Regions from separate parts of the Mus musculus genome. Here all the other regions are linked to region 3. The links are chromatin contacts, called in public promoter capture Hi-C maps. All regions are on one chromosome and are shown on one strand. The core of a region is the stretch at or near the end of the contact, and the rest is flanking DNA. Distances in the headings are between cores, read along the strand shown.

Region 1 (2,720 bases), core at 156-2,655, 3.5 Mb before region 3:
TAACTCCTGATCTTCCTGTATGCACCTCCAAAGTGCTTAGATGACAAGCAAACAGCCACCTGACTACAGTCTAACTGGAAGATACCAGTGGAAACAAGCATCCAGGATGAAAACACCGGGGGACTTTTCAAGTTTGCAAAACACCTGTAAGATGGGAAGAGATAAGACAGTTTCCTATTTCCACCCTGGAAATTCCTCTGCTTCTTGTATCCAAGACTCTGAAGTCAGGAAGCCAACCCCTGCCTCCCACACTGGCCCAGACCAGACCAAAGAGGTATCTAGGTGGGCACTAGGGAAAAACCTGGGCAATGACAATCTTGCATCTTAGTTCAATAATCCTGTTGCTTAGCCAGGGTATTACTTGCAAAACCATCCAAGCAAAGAGGATGGCTGAAAGATCTGCCAAATGCTGGCACACTTTCCTAGTTTCACTCTCCTTTAAGGAGCGGGTGACTTTTCAGTTAAGGAGCTGGTCTTAAAGGTGTACAATTCATGGGGAACCTAGGTCTGCGTTGGCAGGAGATATGCCACCCCCCCCCCCAAGCTGGGTAATGGGTCTCCCTAAGGTCTCCAAGCCTTTGCATAGTCTACGGCTTATTGTATTTTTTTTCTACACCTTGGAATTAGGAGGAAAGATTCTGCCTCCATCAAATTACATTGTAAGGAAAATGTGTGGACAAGAGGGAGGCAGGGGACTAGTGATGCTGTTTCCAGACTGGGCTGGTAGGGGAACTCGACTTTTGGACCTCAATCCCATCTTCCCAGGTGCGGCCACTGTAAAAGGGTAGGGGATCTAGTCATAGTTCTCTCCCACCACCGCGCCATCAAAGGCTGACGTTCACAGGACCCCCAGCAGACCAGACTCACTGCTCTGTGAGTCTGTGGCGGTCTCCTCAACCCAACCCAGCGTCTACTCCCGCCCGCCAGACTGTGACCCCGCCCCACAACCTGGTGGCCGGGTCCCATCCAGTGCAGCCGGCTAGCGGTGACTGACGTAACAGCTATCCCACCCTCCAGCCCCGTTGCTCTTCCCCGCCCACCTGCGACTCCGCCCTGACACGTCGGCTGCCCCGCCTCCGAGAGGCTCAGGCACCACCTAACAAACCAGCGAGCTGCGCGGTTTACCAGGTCGCCATGGAGACGCTGCTGCGGTACGGAGGCCGGAAGGCATCAAGTCGCAGGTCTGGCTTGGGATAGCTTCGGTGCGCGTGCGCTTACCGCCTCTTATGCTGGAGGTGGGCGACAAGGCCAGAAAGAAACTTCGAGAGGATGGGCTGGTGGATTCGGGGAGGGCTTGGGGACCCGAAGGAGGTCGAGTGATGCTTCTGCTGACCAGACCGTCTTCCAGGGCCATGGACCCTCGGGCCTCAGGCCTCTGGAACTGACCGCTGCCCTCCGCGCCTGCGCAGAAGCAGCTGCCGCAGTGCTGCGCTCTCGGCTTCCCAGGCTGGTGCCGGGTTTGCTGGCCCTTTTGTCCTGGGGCCTGGATCTGCACAGACTCTCCTAGTGTGGAAACTTGGAGGCTGTCCTTTTCCATTTAGAAACCTGCAGAGCAGGGTATTCTGGGAGGCAGGTCAACCAAGTCCATAGACCCTAAACCTTTAGAGAAAAAGGATCCCTCCCGAAAAGAGAAATTACGGGAACGTGGTAAACTGCCTTAGTATCAGATCTGGTGGGGATAGAAGGCCCGCTGCGGATTCTAGAGGATCCTGACCAATGAAGTGATATGGGTCACTCCTTTCTGGGGGCCAGAAGTTGAGATCTTAGCAATTTCCACCGTTTTTAGTGAGTAATGTGTCACACACAGAGCAACATGACACGTCATCAATTCTAAGGGAAACTATCGGAAATGAACTGGCCTGGACATTGAATTATGCCCTTAGCTAACGTGCTCAGTGATATAATCTTGCTAAACATTTTTGAAGTAGCAAAGCAGGATGGAACTGAAAGTATAAGATGGGACCAAAGTGGAAGTCTAGATCCAAAACAACAGCAAATTTTGTTTACTCAGGCCAGCAAGATGAGTTAATGCTTAGAACCTAGGTAGGGGAGAACCAATTCCACAGAGTTGTCCTGTGGTATCCCCTATATGAATGCAATAATAAATTTAAATAATAGAATAGAATTTTCAATTCATTTACTAATATATTCTTTAGGACTGAAAGTGAGATGGGAGTAAGTTGTAAGAAAATATCCCCAAACAAGAAAACAAGAAAACCTAGGAAACTCAAGAGTTGTGGGAGCCCAGTAGCCCTCTGATCAAATGTCTCCTGATGTCCCTTCAACACTGCAGAGATGGCGGCTGGCAGCTGGAATCCCCCCGAGTGTTCCATTGGTTACAGGTTGCTAAAGCTTGGGGTCAAGAGGTGCTGTGAGGAGCGTTAGGATACAGAGCAGGCAGGGCATTCCTGCCTGGCCACACAGGCCATCAGAGAGGCCCCTTTCTGGTGGCTCTCAGTGGAATGCTTGCCACGTACTCATGGGATCACCAGAATCCATTTAAAAAGTTCAGGTGCAGCAGTGTATGCCTATAATTCCTGTTCTTGGAGACAGGCAAGCGGATTCTGAGGGCTCACCGGCCAACCAGCCTCAACCACTGTGGAGCTCTAAGCCAGTGAGACCCTGTGTCAAAAAACAAAACAAACAAGTTAACAGCTCCTTAGGAACAACACCCATAGTTGACATTCAACCTCTACATATGTACATATACCCACCCACAT
Region 2 (2,700 bases), core at 185-2,684, 4.3 Mb after region 3:
CAAGAACCCATTTCTAATCCTTTGTGACAATACACTAACACAACTTTATTAATTTCCTAAACACCCCAAGCTTGTAAAACAATAAAATAACGTTAATTATCTACAATGTGAGGCAAAGAGGTGCAGACTTGCTTCACCGTTTACAAGCTACTTCCTCTCATCAGTAGCTTGTAAAACCGGGAATAAATACTGCAGGATTTTGATTGCTCGCCAGAATAATGGGTGAGACTTGAGACTTAACATCTGCCCGAGGAAATTTTAAGATTACTATTTAGCTGGAGGGTTTCCAGCTAACTACAACCACAGCAAAGGCACCCAACTGTCCTTTCACTTCAAAGTTAGCTAAATGGGCTCGTCAATCGCCTAAGTAGAGAAACATCCTCCAGGAAAGCTGTCTCTTTCAGGCACCTGAAGAAATAGCACCAAGTCCAGCTAACGTAGGTTTGCTCATGGTTCAACCCATTGCCCCCTCTGACTGGTCAGAGTGTCTTCTGTTATTCTGACAGATGCTGTCATCTGCACTGTACTGTGTGTCCTAATTCCAAGCTCAGGAAATCCGAGAGAGCAAAGGGAGGCCAGAAACATCCTGGTGAGACAAGAGGCTGGCCTCAGACCAAGTTTGAGGAAGAGGACTAGAATGGGCTTTTGGGCTCCTCAGAATCTAAGGGAGCTGGTCAGATCCCCGCAGTGAGATAAAGCCTAAGAAATTCCTTCCCTGAATGGTTAAGACCCAGAAATATGAGAGGTCCCTTCCAGCTGGGCTGCTGAAGGGAAGAGAGTGTCAATAGGCTCGACAAGCAGGCCTAGATTTTAGTCATTAAAAATCATCATTATCGGTTGGGTGATGGTGGCGCACGCCTTTAATCCCAGCACTCGGGAGGCAGAGGCAGGCAGATTTCTGAGTTCGAGGCCAGCCTGCTCTACAGAGTGAGTTCCAGGACACCCAGGGCTATACAGAGAAACCCTGTCTCGAAAAAAAAAAAAAACAAAACAAAAACAAAAACAAAAAAAACCCCAAAAAACAAAACAAAAAAATCATCATCATCATCCGGGGAAATGTGGCATGAGCTGGGACGGATCCTGAAGGAAAACCAGACGGAGGTGAAGGGTCTGTGGAGACCCAGCCCCAGGCTCAGCCCCCTCCACCAGCCTCCCAGACCCCCAGCCCATTAGGAAAAGATGACGTCGCCAGGAATCAGTGTGGCCACAGGCCTCCTGAGACGGTCGCTTCGACCGACCCCACTCACCAGCCCGCCCATACGCCACAGCTGGAGCGCAGAGACCGCCATCCTCGCTTCGGGCAGGGTGGCCCTGTTAAGCTCGCAAGGCTTTCCACGAACCCTTGCGCAAGACTCCCTCGGCCTGGCAAGCTCGGGCCCTGCCCACTCCGAGCATCCGCCCCTCACACACCCCTTTGAGTCCCCGCCCACTGCCGCCTACGGAACCCCAGGAGAGACATAATTCTCTCCTTGCTCCCTGCAGCACGCTCACGCGAGACTTGGGCAAGGCGTGGGGCGGGCGGGAAGGGAGCGGAGACACAACAAATATGGCGGCTACAGCTGCGACGCTGACGAACGCTGAGGCGGTGGCGGTGGCGGCGACGGCAGTGAAAAGGGCTGTGGGGATTCCTCGGTGCGGTTGTCAGGAGGTGAGTCACGGGGGGCGGTCAGCTTCCACGGCGGCGCTACGGTTACTCAGGGCACGTTGACGGAATGGCGGAAGGTAAAGTGCCGGGTTCATTGCTAGCCGGCTAACACCGCTTTCGCCTTGGCCACAGCGGAGGGTCCTGCGTGCCCCGTGGGCTGCCAGCGTGGTGACTCGGGACTCTCTTGGGCTCGTAAGTGACTGGGTGCGCCGCCCGGAGGCTCGCGAGCGAGTCGGCGCCGTCGGGCCGCAGCTCGGAGCTCAGGGTGGGGAGCTGTCTCCGGCTTTGACAGGTGGCGATCGCAGGGAGCATCCCTGTGTAGTGCATTCTCGGGGTGCCAAAGTCGACCCCAGCAACCCCGGTGTATCCTGGATAGGGTGTTAACCCCGGGCTGCTGTTGGGAAGGAGTTTTCTTTCTCTCATGACCTGGCGTCTACTGCCTGTACTTTCCAATGTTGGGAACAGGTGAGGCTGGGGAGGATCTTCCGACTCATTCAAGATTTCTGTCCCCGATCGATTCATCATCGATCGACTGTCGGGAATGTTCTTGGATGCTCAATGTGGCTCCTCCTCAGCTAAGCGTCCAAGTGCTGTCTGTCTAACTGTAGATCCTAAGTATAGTCAGTGGTAGCTGCCAGTAACCACATGGCCTCTTTAATGACTCCTTTGTGTGCTGGTCAGAACCGGACAGAGGAGTGAGAACGGACATGAAGACTTCTGAAGTTGTGAGGTCCAGGGAAATTACACTTAGAAGACACAGCATGAAAACAGCTGCTTAAAACATCTGGACTACTTGTAAGACTTTGTCTTGAGTTTATGTTGTCTTCAGCACAGCTGAGGATGAACGTTTTCTTGGAAGTTCCTTGCGGGGGAACTGGGATGTTTGAAGTTCTTTTCCTGTAAGGGTCCCGTGTTTCCCAGGAAACCGTAACTGTTGTACTGTGGGACACTGAAGATGGGCTTCAGATATGCCGTGGTTGAGTCCTGGTGGTTGTTACATATATTTCCCTGGCGATAGAGCTAATGTACTTTTATGTGCAACTGGACTTATTCAG
Region 3 (2,700 bases), core at 8-2,507:
CATCCTCAGTAGGCTAATTAAAGAGGAGGCAACAGTGAGAAGCACAGAAAGGGGGTGTATTCATGTGGCCCCATTGTGAATAGGAGCAAAGGGGCCCAATGGCACCCTAAATATATTTTTGAAGTCCTGACCAGAGGTTTAGGTTTAGAGGCCAAGAGGTATGCTATAACTAATCAGCCTGGGTTAGGGTGGTATAACACACTCGTTCCCCAGAGTGAAATTTCATGGCTTCATACTTCAGGCTTGTCCTTGAGACCTTGAGGAGAGGGTAGACATTGGTTCTATTGCCCCAGAAGCGGAATTTTTACAACACCCTACTGGAAGAACACTGATCCAGGAACAGGAGGAGGGAGCATGAAAAAAGAGGACAGGAAAACATAGGTACTCTATATTCATCTGACTGGCACCTGGCCTCAGATAACCCCAACTGGTGCCCCAGGAGCCCTATTTTAGGATTTGCAGGTGCAGTCTTGCACAGGTTATTTTAATCGGCATTTCCCCCTGAAACAGCAAAGCATTGCAAACTTAACCGTGCCGCAGCAATAACTCTTAAGTTATGGTTTCGGAAAAACCGTGCCACTGCCTCAGTGTTCATTAAGCAGGGAGACTGTAGAATGAATTATAATGATGTCCCCCAGTTTTTAAAGGACAGTTTGAGGGATACTGAAAAGGCAGGAGAAACAACCTTAGGTTGCGTATGAGGTGTTGCAGAAACGGCAGAGGAAGGGTATAAATTTTAAAAATAGAAAGCTTCTAGCGTTGAGCAAGATGCGGCGTTGTCGGTGTTTGATTTCTGGAGAGGGAGCCTACAGGTAGCTTCCTACAGGTCGCCACGCTAGTTTTGCTGACACTGAAAAAGCTGGGACCCTCTACCCTGCCTATTAGAGCAGCAGTGGCCCGCCCACCAGCCCCACCCTGCCCGCCTTCCGGAGCTTATCTCCGCTCGGGTTCCGCTTCTCCAGCCAGCTTCTGGCCCGGCCCCGCCTACCGGCCTGGCCCCTCCCACCTTCCGGCTCCACCCCCCCCCCCCCCCCCAGGCTCGCAGCCTGGCCCCACCTCTGGACTTCCCCAATCCTCTGTCGCCCTCGCCATTGGTCTCTGGCTGGCCGCCTGGCCCAATCGCAGCACTTAGCGCCAGAATTTGAACCGCCGTTTTGGTTTGAATCGGGCGGGCTGCGGCGGGCGAGCCTTGGCGCGGAACCGCCTAGGCGGACAGTCGGGGCTGGACGGGGCGGCGGGTGGCGGGTGGCGGGCACTTGGGACGCGGGCGGCGGGAGTGCGGGTCTGGTCGGGGCGGAGCGAAGGCCGCGGGTGGCCGTGGTCGGTCCTCCGCGGCTAAGGAGCCGAGGGCTCCGACGCGGGCTGCGCCCGGTGAGCGGCGGCCAGAGCTAACTTGCGCTGACTGGACCAGCTGAGGAGCGGCCCGGCGGGGCGACTGCGAGCTTCACCGAGAGGCTTCTCCGCCCTGGTCCGCAGTCCCGACGGCCGGGCGGACCATGGCGTCCTCGGCTCACCTGGTCACCATCAAGCGGAGCGGCGATGACGGCGCACACTTCCCGCTGAGCCTCAGCTCCTGCCTGTTTGGAAGGTGAGTGCGCGCCGGGGCTGAGGTGACCCGGGGCGGCGACCCCGCGGCCCAACCCCCCTCTGCGTTTGACAGGGTTGTCCCTGTGGCTTGTTCGGAAGTCACGCTCATGCATTGGGAGCTTCCAAATGGAATCGGGATTTTACACTCGGTAGACGCGAGGCTGACGTCGGTGTCCCGCAACTTCCGCACTGTCGTTCTCAGGCAGCCGGCTGTGGCTCTGGATGTTTCGGGAAACATCAGATAGGAGAACCCTGCTCGGGTGCTCTGGGAGAGTCCCCTCTCACCCTCCCCCGTCGGTCGGATGGCAATCTTCCCTGAGGCCTTCCAGGCAGTGGCTGGTGTTGCCACTTCTGCAAACGTTGACCCTTATGGCTTTCTGCCGCGTTTGAAATGTTACTTGAGAGGATGCTTTTAAGAAAACTCGTCTTTCCTAACACCATGCAGATTGGTGACTAGGTTTTAGATTGTTTTGTTTGTCTCCCAGTAGATTAAATTCCAAGACAAGGTCTGCCTTGTTAATGGTTACATCTCTAGGGTCCCATATGGCGACTGACACTTAAGATCAATCAGTGTGTGGCACAGGATGAGTGGTAGGAAGATGGCGATCTGGCAAGAATGGTAGTTCTCAGACATTTGACAAAGTCTGGTGACAGATTTTCATGTCACCCTGGGAGAGGTGCCTGCCGTTAGTTAGTACTGCTGAGTAAGGACAGAGACATGGTGTATTTGACAGTCGAGGAAGTATCTGGTCCAGAATGTCTGTGGTCTTTTGTATCTAGTATGGATTGTGGTGATCTTTTTGCTCCGTAAAACGGGGTTCGAACATATGGTCTTTCTGCCTGGTGTTTTGAAACCCAAAACCTCTGTTTTCTTGAGAGTAAGAACTTCCTGTCAGAGTAAAGAACTTTCTATAACTTTGTTGTTGTTTAAAAGAAGAGAGTACAAATTCTTGTCACAAGTGTCATTCATTTTGATTATTCTGCAATATTACTTAAATATACTTTTAACAAGTTTAAAAAAATTTAAATCAATTTGCATTTGGTTATGTGGTATTTATTGTAAGAGGTATGCTTAGACTCCAGAGGTTCATAGGAAAGCAGACAGTATATAGA
Region 4 (2,700 bases), core at 157-2,656, 3.7 Mb before region 3:
AGAAGCCGTTCTACAAGATAAAGGCCTTTGGCATCATTTTTGGCCTTGAAGAGCTTTTCAGCACCTTCTCATTTAGTAAACAGGAATATAAAGTCCCCCAAGGCTTGAAGAGAGCTACCTCATTTGAGAACTAGTGCTATTGCAAGTTACATGGCAAAATGAGGTGCCTCACGCCTCAGGCCCCTCAGAAGACAAGACCAAGGGATGGGATATAGGTACCAGGACTCAGATGATGGAGCTCAAGGTTTGGGACTGAGGTCTATTGGGAGGAAGGTTCGGGGATGGGAGATGGGGTGTAGAATTAGAGGCAGGGACCTCACTCTGGGGCCAAGAGTAGGTGTAGGATCTGAGGTTTTAGGGTAGAGACTCAGAGTTCAGGGTCAGTGTGGTATGGGTTGAGAGGAACAGGACCAAAATTTTTGAAAGCTGGGTTTCTGGAACCAGAAATCAGACTTGGGGGATCAGAGTCAGAGACTGGGGGCCAGGGGGTGAATCAGAAAACCTGGGGTCAGCGTATGCTTGGGTTTGGAAGCCAGGACATCCAAGTATCAGGATTCTGGGTCAAAATTCCAGGTCAGTACTTGTGGCTCTGGAGTTCCAAGGCAGGAAAAAGATAGGGATTTGCTGTCTTGGGAGCAAAGCAAGGAACCAGCATCAGGATTCAAGGATCTGGACTGAGTCTGGGTTCCTGTAGTATGGGTTAAGACAGGGGTTCAAAAACTGAGTCTTCGAGTTTGGCCTCGGGTACCAGAAAAGCGGTGTTAAGGTCCCGAGTGTGTAGCTGGAAGTTTCCTGGCCTAGGGTACCCCCCTGCTATGGGGTCAGGGTCTGTCTGGGGCTTGGGAAAATCCTGGTCGGAGTCTCCAGCTGTGGGTAGGGGGCATCAGAGTCACACGTCCCAAAGACAACTGGCCCGGAGTCCGCGGCTATAGAAGACGCTGTAGGGGCCGGAATTTAGGGTCTCCAACTGAAAATGGGGATGTCAGGGTCCCGGGCTGGGAGACTCCTAGCCCGTAACCGCCCCTCCCTAGCCGACGGCGCGGCACTTACGTCGTCGAAGAGCGAGCCCACGTTGGCCGTGACCAGCAGGACCGCGGTGCCGGGGGCGGCCGCCTTCCCCGCCATGGTGCCCGGGCGGAGCGGGCTCTGGACTGGGTGGCGGCGGCCGCTTCCTGCGGGGCCGGTAGGGCTGGGGTCTCGCGGGGCCGCGGGGCGTCAGCTGCGCCGGGGGACAGCACAGGGGCGCATCGCGGGCTTGGCGGGTCGGACCGGGCCTGGCCGGGGCTCCAGCCTCGCGGTCGCGGCTCTTCGCTGCTCCGCGGCCCCGCGCCCGCTCGCCGCCGCGCCTCACAGCGGCCCGCGCGCAGCCATTAGACCCGCCGGGAAAGTTCCCGCAGCCGCCGCCGCCGACTCCGGCTGGGACAAGTCCCGCCCCACAGGAGGTGGGACCCTAGAAGGCGGGGCTGTCGGTCGCGCCGGGGGTGGGGCCTCCCTATGGGGCGGGGCCTGCACACAATCTACAGACTTGGGTCTTAGGCTCCCTGGCTCCGGGTCCACTGGAAGGGCGGGTTCTCGAGCCTGAGTCAGGCTGGGGGTGGGGTTTGTGCAGGGGCGGGCCTGCTCACAGGAGCTAAGCCTAGGGTGGGGCGGAGCCAACACCAGATGGAGGAGGGGAGAGGCGGGCATATGGGGCATTCCTGTCAGTCAGGCCCCTGAGTCCTCCCCTGGCTTTGCCCCGCCCTGCCGCGGTTACGCGCATATTCCACCCTCCACTCCCATGACGTCACGACCCTGTTACCAAAGCGCTTCTTAAAGGAGCCGCGAGTTTGGACGACTACAGCCCGCCTTCTTGTTGGGAGCCCTGGAGATCCTTGGAACCTCTGTCCTGGCCCCCCATCCCCCCCCCCCGATGTGGAACCGGTCTTCAGCCTGGGTCCAGGCCCTCGCCGGTACGGGGAGTCTGACGTAGGCGGACCGTGGGAGGGAGCAGGGCCACGGAGAATTAAGGAGGAGCCTCCTCCAGTCCCAGCTCTGGGTCTGCAAAGAGTGGGTCTGCAGATCAAGTGTATGGGATTTTGCAATTTCCTAACACGTCCACCCAGTTCCTTATATAGGACTTTGCTTACAAAACAGAAAGCTGTTGGCATCCAAAAACAGAAAACTAATAAATCCTTTTAAGAAGCAAGCGTATTGATGTACTCCTGTAATCCCAGTACTCGGAAGTTGTGGCAGGATTGCTATGAGTTCGAGGCCAACCTGAACTCATAGCAACCTAAACTAGCTTGAGACCATACCCCGCCCCTCCCACCTAAAAAAGAAAAAGTTCAGATTAGGTGTTTGGATAGCCAGCTGTGGCCCCCATGCCACACCCAAGGACAGTTCCCAAGGTGGGGGATGTGGTCAGTCCGGGAATTTTAGCCACCAGAGAGAGCTGGAGGTGGGGGGCAGGGAGGTATGCTAGTTAGAAGAACAGAATCAGTCCTACATGTAGAAGGAATCAAGAAATTTCTCTGAGATAGAGTCAGTTGTTCCTGGAGGTGGGACGGGGCTGGTAGGGAACATATAGTGAGCTGGGTAACCCTTGCTAGTCTAGGCCTCCAGAAAGCCCTGTCCAGTGGGGCTGCTGCGCTGTAGCCTGCGAGGAGGCATCCAAAGAAACAGTACTACAGACATACTAGAACCCTGTTTGCAACGACAGTT
Region 5 (2,871 bases), core at 127-2,626, 3.1 Mb before region 3:
CTGTAGCGCTTCAGGAGACCCCATGACAAATAAGTTCCTCTTGCTCAACAACAAGAGGTGGAGATCCAGGGCTGACCGACGTCTACCTGGCCAGAGATTGGACTGGACAGACTAGCACACCTACGACCACAAACAGGGTATCCAGAGCACTCGGTGCTCCATCCCGTCCTGAGTCCAGTCCAGCATGGGCCCCCGGAGACTGATAACCCTGCATGGTTCTCCTTCCACCTTATACGGGTGCCAGGGAGATAGATGAAAGACCCTTTATATTGCATGGGCTCCCACATTAGTGTCTGGGACCTGATTTACCCCACAGGGCCTCAAGATCAACTGCCATGCCCCCCTATCTCTCTCCTTTCACAAAAATGGACCTCACCTCACCCCGTGGTACCAACTCCTAGCGGAATCCCGGGGTCGCTGCCTAGTGTCTACAGTCCTTTTTCTTCACTCCGTACAGACGCTAGTGAGACATGCATTTAAGATCGTTATACACCCCAGACTCCAAAGACCTGTGGCCGCATCTTCCTTACATGGCTCGATACCTCTGCCCCGGCCTTACCTTCTTACAGACCCTCGAGGCCGGCGTCCACGGTCGTCTCCCCATAGCCTCCCGAGGCTGGCCTCCATGGCCATCTGTGCCCACCGACCCCTGAGGCCGGCGTCATGGCCATCATCCCCATAGCCTCCCAAGGCTAGCGTCCACCGCCGTCTCCCCAACAGATCCCCGAAGCGGGACTCAGCCGCAGTCTCTCCCCAGCCCCGCGTCCGCAGCCGTCTCCCTACGGACACCCCTCCCTCTCTTCAGCCGCTGGCCGGCCGAGGGTCTCCCGGGACAACGCCGGTCAGGCGGGCAAAGGCGGCCGCGTCCGGACCGGCGGCTGAGCGAGCATGACCTTGCGGGGCTCGGGGGTTGGGGTGGGGTGTCGGTCGGGCCTCACCTTCCGCCACGTCCTCGTCGACAGCGCCCTTCACCTGCGAGAAGCACCACTGGAAGTCGTTGCCGCCCGCCGGGCAGCCGCCGCCTCCAGCTCCTGCAACAGAGCGCGCCGTCAGGCCGGCCCCGCCCCGCCCCACCACCGTCCAGTCCGCCCGCCCGCCCCGCTCGCTCGCTCGCGCACGGCCCTCACCTGCCATGGCGCGGGCGGGACGCGCCCAGCCGAGCGCGGCCGACCGAGGCGCTCCGAGCGCTCAGCCCCGGCCGCCACCGCCGCCGCCGCTGCCGCCACCGTCGCCGCCGCCGGGGAGGGAATTTTTTCCCCTTTTCAAAATGGCGCCCAATGCCCGTCGCCCCGCCGGATGACGTCATCCCCCTCCGCCTCCTCCGACGGTCAGTGCCGCGGGGGCTGCCGGGGGCGCACCGTGCGCCGACTGCGTCTGCGCGAGCTGTCTTGAGGTTGGACCTACGTAGCCGCTGCGGTCCAAGGAGAGGAGTGTCTTGGACTAGTCCGCTGGCAGATAGAGGCGGCCTTCTCGAGTCGTGTCAAGGCTAGGACGCGACGCCCTCTACGTTCTTAAGGCCTCAGACTTTCTTCTGCGGCCGGCTGGACTGGATGCTCGAAGGCCTGGGCCTTTCCTACAGCTGAGCCAACGGGAACGCGGAACCTCCGTGGATCTGCCAATAGAGAGCGCTCGGCCGTGGGCAGGCGGGGCCTCTGATCCCCGGAGCACCTGGAACCCAGCACCTGCGTGCGTAATTTTGCCCATCATCCAGGCTCTCTTGCCCCCAGAATCTTTGATCGTAGCTTCTGAGCACTGATCTCATCAGAGTGCTACTTCAGGGATTCTTTGAGCTCTCAGTATAGCCCCTAGGGAACCGTTCTCGACATTTGCTTTATTTGTGGGTGTGTTTTTCTAGCATGAAGAGGAATTATTTGTTCGTGGGCTTGACTTATCCGAAATCACTATGAAGTTGGCAGTGAGCGTACTGCACCACTAGAGGGCAGTTGTTCCAAACCAGAGCATTCTCCACTTCAAAAATGTTTTGCCTTTTAGCAAGTGCTTTTTCTATTCTCAGTCTTGGCTGGGATGCTGCTTGTGTAGAGGTGATGTGTCTGTCCTGGTGGAGTTTACTCTTCAGCGGAGAAGAGACAATAAGAAAAACCTGGGGAAAGTTAAGTGGACTAGAGTTAAATACAACACAGAAGCAGGGGAAGGAGATTGGAGCAGTTGGTATCTTTAGGAGAGCAATTAGAGGAGATAAGAAAGAATCTCAGGCTGACGTCTTGGGCGGCTGCTAGAAATGAGAACAGCTAGTGCACAGGCTGGGCCACCCTGACCTTTTCTTTCCGATGTTTTATTTTTAATTCAATTGCACACACACACTTTGATTAGGGTCTTGCCATGTAACATGAGGCTGGTCTCTAAATTGAAATACGTCTGGTTCCACCTCGTTGGCGCTGGGTTTACAAGCACGGAGCACACCTAAGCTTGCTAATGTGTTTAAAGGGCAGCAAGAAGCTGTGGGGAGAACAGAAGTGGCCAAGGAAGGCTAGTCATAGCAGTGGAGGCAAGGTGGTCCGGGACAGAGCAGGAAGCTGTTTTCAGGGGGTGAACTCTGATGAGAGGGCTGGCTATGGCCAAGAGCTGGAGAAAGTCATGAAGAAATAGGGCCTTCCATCAGTAGCAGCACTCAGGGTTGTTTCTGAAAGAACTGTCTCTGAGTTAAGTAGGAGGATAAAATGAGCTGCATGTGTCTGGGTGTATGAGAGTAATGGAGAAGAATAAGAGACATGGAGTAGTGAGGATATAGGAATGTCACCCAGATGACACTCCAGAGCATCAGGAGAGTTAAGAGCATATGTATAGTTCTGGGAGGACGTTTTGGGAGGAGCCTGAGGACGGAATTCCAAGCCTGGGAAGAAGCATTCTGAG

The links. Promoter capture Hi-C pulls out the DNA fragments that hold promoters and counts their contacts.
Region 1: a promoter capture Hi-C map of pre-B cells shows a contact between it and region 3. The contact joins the promoter of Lrrc27 here to the promoter of Mki67 in region 3. A contact is called at or near these places in 1 of 39 promoter capture datasets (pre-B cells) and 1 of 484 Hi-C or Micro-C datasets (CD4 T cells).
Region 2: a promoter capture Hi-C map of pre-B cells shows a contact between it and region 3. The contact joins the promoter of Acadsb here to the promoter of Mki67 in region 3.
Region 4: a promoter capture Hi-C map of pre-B cells shows a contact between it and region 3, with 5 times the contacts expected there. The contact joins the promoter of Inpp5a here to the promoter of Mki67 in region 3.
Region 5: a contact with region 3 is called in a promoter capture Hi-C map of pre-B cells. The contact joins the promoter of Mapk1ip1 here to the promoter of Mki67 in region 3. A contact is called at or near these places in 2 of 39 promoter capture datasets (cranial neural crest and pre-B cells).

What each region holds. Positions count from the first base shown.
Region 1 is chr7:139,211,673-139,214,392 of GRCm38.p6, reverse strand. Lrrc27 (leucine rich repeat containing 27) reads right to left here and starts at 1,405. Exons shown (of 11, transcript NM_027164.1): 1 at 1,126-1,405. It also overlaps a transcript of Stk32c not described here.
Region 2 is chr7:131,409,335-131,412,034 of GRCm38.p6, reverse strand. It overlaps Acadsb (acyl-Coenzyme A dehydrogenase, short/branched chain), which reads right to left and starts at 1,434. Exons shown (of 11, transcript NM_025826.4): 1 at 1,248-1,434. The coding sequence starts at 1,289. Ikzf5 (IKAROS family zinc finger 5) reads left to right here and starts at 1,557. Exons shown (of 4, transcript NM_175115.4): 1 at 1,557-1,648.
Region 3 is chr7:135,714,936-135,717,635 of GRCm38.p6, reverse strand. Mki67 (antigen identified by monoclonal antibody Ki 67) reads left to right here and starts at 1,257. Exons shown (of 14, transcript NM_001081117.2): 1 at 1,257-1,588. The coding sequence starts at 1,497.
Region 4 is chr7:139,387,815-139,390,514 of GRCm38.p6, reverse strand. It overlaps Inpp5a (inositol polyphosphate-5-phosphatase A), which reads right to left and starts at 1,406. Exons shown (of 16, transcript NM_001127363.1): 1 at 1,051-1,406. The coding sequence starts at 1,125. It overlaps Gm46004 (a long non-coding RNA gene), which reads left to right and starts at 1,368. Exons shown (of 2, transcript XR_001778314.2): 1 at 1,368-1,949.
Region 5 is chr7:138,844,772-138,847,642 of GRCm38.p6, reverse strand. It overlaps Mapk1ip1 (mitogen-activated protein kinase 1 interacting protein 1), which reads left to right and starts at 1,376. Exons shown (of 2, transcript NM_001045483.1): 1 at 1,376-1,686. It overlaps Ppp2r2d (protein phosphatase 2, regulatory subunit B, delta), which reads right to left and starts at 1,257. Exons shown (of 9, transcript NM_026391.2): 1 at 1,128-1,257; 2 at 939-1,031. The coding sequence starts at 1,134.